Regions from separate parts of the Callithrix jacchus genome. Here region 2 is linked to region 1. Evidence: chromatin contacts called from public Hi-C data. All regions are on one chromosome and are shown on one strand. Each heading gives the region's core, a stretch centred on a gene start, on an enhancer-like site or on the middle of the called end of the contact. The rest is flanking DNA. Distances are from core to core; before and after follow the strand shown. Region 1 holds the start of ATP13A3 (ATPase 13A3). Region 2 overlaps TMEM44 (transmembrane protein 44).

Region 1 (2,871 bases), core at 208-2,707:
AGCACTTGAAAGCGAGTTGGAGAGGGCACTTCAGGAGGAGGCTGTCTTGATCGTTTCGTTTTTTGGACTTGGAGAGGCCAGCCTGTTTAAAGACCGAGAGGAAACAGCCAGGCAAAGAAGCCAGGGAGATGGAGGAGGAGGATTTTAGGGCCCAACCTTACCCAGACCGCTTTTTTGCGGTTTGCCCAACACTACCACACCCCATAACTCATTTAATCATTTCAACACCACGAGGTTTGAAACAGTGAGGTTTGAAACAGTGAGGTTTGAAACAAAACGGCGAGGCCACGGATTGGGAAGAGAAAGCTGTGGCTCCAACTCGAGGTCCAGCGCACTGGAGGCGGTGGTCCAGTGCCAAGAGGCGGTCAGAAATGCCAAAAAACTGCCAGCCCCACACAATGTAGGGGACCAAGGGTGGCTGTGGTGCGCTCCTTGGCCCCAGGAGGTGTTATCAGTGTCGCGGACTCGGGTTGATGTGCTGCCTCAGGTGAGATGTCATCGTATGCGTGGACCAGGGATGGCGGCCCTGATAAGTGTCCACGGGCTAAATGCTCCCTGCTCCTGGCGAGGTGTCCCCAGGTGTGGTGGACAGGGTCCGCGTGCATGCTGTCCCCTTCTTTAAGACGCTAAGGCGGCTAAGTTCTGTAAGTAGCGGCAAGGAGAACAGTCACGAAGCGGGCCGGGCGCCAAGGACGCGGGCCAGGTGGCCCCAGGCGGAAAGATGGCCGCGGCCCAAGGCTGCAGGTGGCCGGGCGCGCTCCCTGCGCGCGTCGGGGAGGGGACGCCGCGAAAACCAAACCCGCGATTTGGAAATCAGGCTGCGGCCCTACCCCGAGATAAGTCTTCTGCGAAGGGAAGTATTTAATTCGCCCAGGACAGTCGGAAGAGGCGCCTTCCCGCCGGAGGCGAGCAGCGGGTGCGTCGGAGCTTTCTCGGGTGCGCTCCTCCCCTCCTCCGCTCGGGGCTGGCGCGTAGAGCCAGTGGTCAGACCCGAACGACAGTTTTTTGTTTGTTTATTTTGGCGGGGACGGAGGTGGCCAAAGGAGTGAACGAACCTTGCATTGGGAGCTGGGCTCTGGTCTCCTCTCCACCATTTAGCACAAGCTTCCTCCATGACCATGACTCTGGGCAACGTTTGTCTAGTCACTGAGCCTCAGTTTCCCTGTTCTTAAAATGGGAGTTTGGACTATGATGTTGTCACAGTCCAAAGAAGATGGAGTGGGATTTGCAGTCCCACTTCATCCCAGCAGAAGAGCCGCCTTCCATTAGCCTAACAGCCACCGTTTTTGGACGGCGTCCCCTTACCTGCTCCTTTCTTTGGAGCTCGAGGGGGCTAAACGATGGGGTGGGCGGGGCTTAGGGCTCACCCCGCCCCTTCCCGCCTCCTGACGTCGTCCGCGCCCCTCCGCTCTTGGCGCGGGGATGAAGCCACCACGTGACCTCACTTCGGGCGCGGGAGTCCCGAGCCCGCGCGCGCACCCTGCCTGCCCGTCGCCTCTCCTCGCAGCGTGATCGGGCGCCGCCGCGGAGGGGAGGGGGGGTTCGCGACGTCGCTGGCGGTCGGGGGCCGTTTCGGAGTGCAGACCCCCTCCCTCCCCCTGCCTGCCTCCCGTCACCCTCTCTTGTTCTCGCCCTGCCCGGCTACACGGCGCCGCCGCGGGCGCGGAGGAGGAGGAGAACGCGGACGTCCCAGGGCCTGCCCGGCCCCGCCGCGGCGCCTCCTTCCCTCACCCTGAGCCGCAGCGCGCGGCGCTGGCCGAGGGCGATGGGGCTGGGCTGAGGCAAGGCAAGGCAGCGGCGGCGGCGGCCGGGTCCCCCGCGGCTCTTGGAGCTAGTCCGGCCGCAAGGGAGGCCGCGGAGGAGGCGGCGCGGCGGCGGCCGGTGAGCGGGGCGAGGGGCGGGTGGGCGGCGGCGAAGGGGGAGGTTGAGGAGGCGAACGGTGTGGTCGGGGCGGCGGGTGCCGGCTGAGGTCGCGGCCAGCCTCCCCCGGCCGGAGATGGACATCTCGGGGACTAGGAGCTGAGACCCTGGAGGGTCGAGGACAAGTGAGGCCGGGCAGGAGCCCACGCGGTGGTTCCGAAGGCCTGGGGGTGGACGCGCTGCCTGTGGTGTGGGGGGAGCTTGGGGGCCAGGAGCGGGGTGATTGGTAGTCGGCCCTTTCAGAAAGTCCTGAGGGAGGTGGTGGTCCTGTGGGCAGAAGGGGTAGGGGGCTGGCAGGGCCCTCGGTGGGTCTTTGTGGGACCCTAGCTCGTCCTCAGCGGTGGAATATGGACCTCCTTGGCGTCTCCTCATTTCACAGATAAAATAAGTGAGTTCCATGGAGGAAAAGTGACTTCTGACTTGCCTAAGGCCTCCCACGCGGACTCTGTGGCAGTGGGGACTAGAAAAACCCAGGGCCCTTTTTCCTGGCAGTGCTTTCGTGGCCACTCTGTGGCCTTTCTTTCCATTCCTTTCACAAAGTCGGGTTCTGGTGGAAGCGTGACCTCTGGCTGTTTTGGGGACGTGAAGGGTAGGGATGAAGGGGAGGGCCTCAGGTTGGGATTGGCAGTGACTCAGTAGGGGGCTTCCCAGTTTGGAAAGCTTTGTGACAGGTGTTTCTTGTTTCCTCTTCCCATAGATCTGACAGAAACATCCTTGAATCTTGGTGTTTGGACATAGGAGGTATGAATCACTCACATAATTAACTGTTTTTTAATCATCAGTGTCTTAGAGCTATATTTAGTGGTTATATTAGGCAAAATGAATTCGGATGGAGTCGTACACATAGAAACAGACTTGTGTTCCTCTACACGATTATAACTAAATGAGCAGCACATACCTGAGTATGTCATAGCTATTTTAGATGTATGAGGCAGGAAGTTAGAATTTAAA
Region 2 (2,871 bases), core at 176-2,675, 120 kb before region 1:
GCCCTGGAAAGTGAGGAACCAGGAGCCGCCACTGAGTGTGGCTGGTGGATGTCATAGCTCATAATGGAGCTAAGACTTTGGGTCCTGTGGACAGACCTGGACAGGGCCGGCATTTGTTCTGAAGATTACAAGTTTACAGACAGCGCTTGCATTGTAAAGATAATCCAAAGGACATTGGACCCGCTTTTCCCTTTATTCCCTTGAGATTCGGCCATAAACTGAATACCTGCTAAGTTCCAGGAAGAAGTTTTTTTTTCTTTTTCTTTTTTCTTTTTTGAGACAGAGTTTCCCAGGCTGGAGTGCAATGGTGCAATCTCGGCTCGCGCAACCTCCGCCTCCCGGGTTCAAGTGATTCTCCTGCCTCAGCCTCCCAAGTAGCTGGGATTATAGGCATGCACCACCACACCCAGCTAATTTTGTATTTTTAGTAGAGACTGGGTTTCTCCATGTTGGTCAGGCTGGTCTTGATCTCCTGACCTCAGGTGATCCGCCTGCCTTGGCCTCCTAGAGTGCTGGGATTATAGATGTGAGCCACTATACCCAACCATGAGTTAACCTCACAAATAGCGAGTATGTTTGGATCTCAGCAGAGCCCATTCTGGAAGATCTGGCTGAGCCAGATGAAAGGGGTGGGCCCTGTGCTGGGGGGCCTGGGGCACACACCAGAACCAAGACCTGCCTCCTGCCCCCCAGTCACCCACTTAAGTTATCTACTGGAAGTTATAGATATGACTGTGTGGCCAGCCAAGTGTTTGTGAGATCACTGACACTGCAAAACAAAGGAGACTGCACTGGGTACCAGGACTTCCTCCAACCTGGCAAGGTGTGTGCTGAGGTGGGGTTTGCAGGTCAAGGGAACTGTGTGCTTCAGGAACTAACTAAATGCATGTGGAGGATAAGAGGCATCATGAGAAGTGTTCAAGCACAGCAATCCCATTTGGGGATGATTTGGAGACTGCCATGAGTGAGGGAAGGGCGCAGGGAACGGGGCTAAGGTGGGAGTGAACATTGGGGTGAATAAATTCTTTCTAAAGAAATTAAAGTGTTTCCATGTGGAGTGCAATGGTAAGTATGAATCCCTGCACAGTTACAGAAGTCTGCCCCCAGAGGAACTGGGAGAAATGCCAAGCAACACAGTTCTGCTCCAGGCTGGCCCACAGCCACCTGGGTGACTCAGCTGTAGCAGCCCCGTTTCTCCTGAGAGGCAGCACAAGTTCCAGCAGCATGAAGGGGGTGCTTTGGGGAAGTAGGTTGGCTCTGCAGGTCTCTGCATGGATCCTAATGCCCGGGTGACCTCTGAACTACAAGTGATCTTAAAGCCGCCTAGTTATCCCCTTTATCTGAACTGTGTTGGTCCCTTTGTTGAAGTCAAAGTTTGTGATGTTAACCACTGAAGCTGTACTTCCAGGGAAGAGGAAGATTTGAATGGAGGCCCAGGATGTGGGGAGAAAAGAGTGTTCAAACAGATGAAAGTACAGAGGGCTGGATGCAGGGAAAGGTGGGAGTGAGCAAAGCAGGAAGGATCTGAGATGGCCAGAATGGATGATGCAGGATGGGCTGTGGGGGTGGGCAGAGGCTGAAAAGGAAGCAGACTGTGGAGGCTGGTGAGTCAGTGCTTGGTTCTGTGGCCAACTGCTAGCAGAGCAGGAAGGTGACTGACTTGCCTCAGGTACAGCACAACTGATTGGTGAGCTTTTCATCCCTAAGGCTACAACATTCCAGGAAGCAGAAATGTCGTCATGGGTACAGAATGAACCGGAAAGAGGTTTAATCTAGAGTACTGAGTGGTAACAGCAGAGCAGAAGAGCTTATCTTTAGAAAGGCAGAATGTGTGGGGATAGGATGACTTCCGGAGTTTGCCTTTAGCACACCCTCTATCTTGAGGCAAGTCTGGATCATGCTCCCTGGGGCACCAAAAATTGGTTGGATCCAGGTGAAAGTGGCCATTCACCCAAGAACATCAAATGATCTTGGCCAGGTACCATGGCTGACGCCTGTAATCCCAGCATTTTGGTAAGCTGAGGTGGGCAGATCACTTGAGGATAGGAGTTCAAGACCAGCCTGGCCGACATGGTGAAACCCTATCTTTACTAAAAATACAAAAAATTAGCCAGGCGTGGTTGGGGTTCCTGTAATACCAGCTACTCGGGAGGCTGAGGCAGGAGAATCACTTGAACCCAGGAGGCGAAGGCTGCAGTAAGCAGAGATCAAGCCACTGCACTCCAGCCTGGGAGACAATGCGAGACTCCATCTCAAAAAAAAACAAAAAATTAGCCAAGCCTCATAGCCACGCCTGTAGCCCCAGCTGCTTGGGAGGCTGAGGCACAAGAATTGCTTGAACCTAATAGGCAGAGGTTGCAGTGAACTGAGAATGCACCACTGCACTCCAGCCTGGGCAATACAACAAGAATGTCTCAAAAAACAACAAAAACCTTGCTGACTTTGAATAACACGAACTACCGAAGGGCCAGATATTATCTCTCTTCCTAGATCCCATCAGCCCAGCCACCTCCCTTCACAAACTAGTTTTGATCATCATGGTCCCAGCTTGTCTCAAGGGTAAGTCTCAAGCCTCTTCATGCACAGTGAACCACAAAACTGGGAATTTTGGAAGCAAGGTTTGGCTTCATTGTTCAACAAGACTCCTCCTGTATACAAAGCTCCAGAACACTGGAGCCTCTGTGAAGAGATGCCAATCAGAATGCCTTTCTCCTAGTAGGAGTGGGCCTCTGTTGCAGCTTTGTCTCTAGCCGTGAGACCAAGAGGGCAGTGGGAGTAACTTGCCCCAGTGACCCAGTGAGCAGTGCACCAGCTTACCTACACTAGGGAGGGCTAGGGAACAAACGAAGGAGTCATCTGCTCACCCACCTG

What was found. A called contact is a pair of places that touch in the nucleus more often than the background predicts.
Region 2: a contact with region 1 is called in a Hi-C map of skeletal muscle, with 2.0 times the contacts expected there. The contact joins the enhancer-like site here to the promoter of ATP13A3 in region 1. A contact is called at or near these places in 3 of 3 Hi-C or Micro-C datasets (induced pluripotent stem cells and skeletal muscle).

What each region holds. Positions count from the first base shown.
Region 1 is chr15:23,405,940-23,408,810 of calJac240_pri, reverse strand. ATP13A3 (ATPase 13A3) reads left to right here and starts at 1,457. Exons shown (of 33, transcript XM_054245503.2): 1 at 1,457-1,881; 2 at 2,618-2,661.
Region 2 is chr15:23,526,250-23,529,120 of calJac240_pri, reverse strand. It overlaps TMEM44 (transmembrane protein 44), which reads left to right. Exons shown (of 11, transcript XM_078350542.1): 11 at 1-1,037. Among named protein-coding and RNA genes, the nearest start is that of TMEM44, 49 kb to the left of the region's middle. Within about 2 kb of position 1,425, at least 12 of the 16 cell types and tissues checked have an H3K27ac peak or open chromatin away from gene starts, as enhancers often do. A contact at or near this core is called in skeletal muscle, where this site is marked.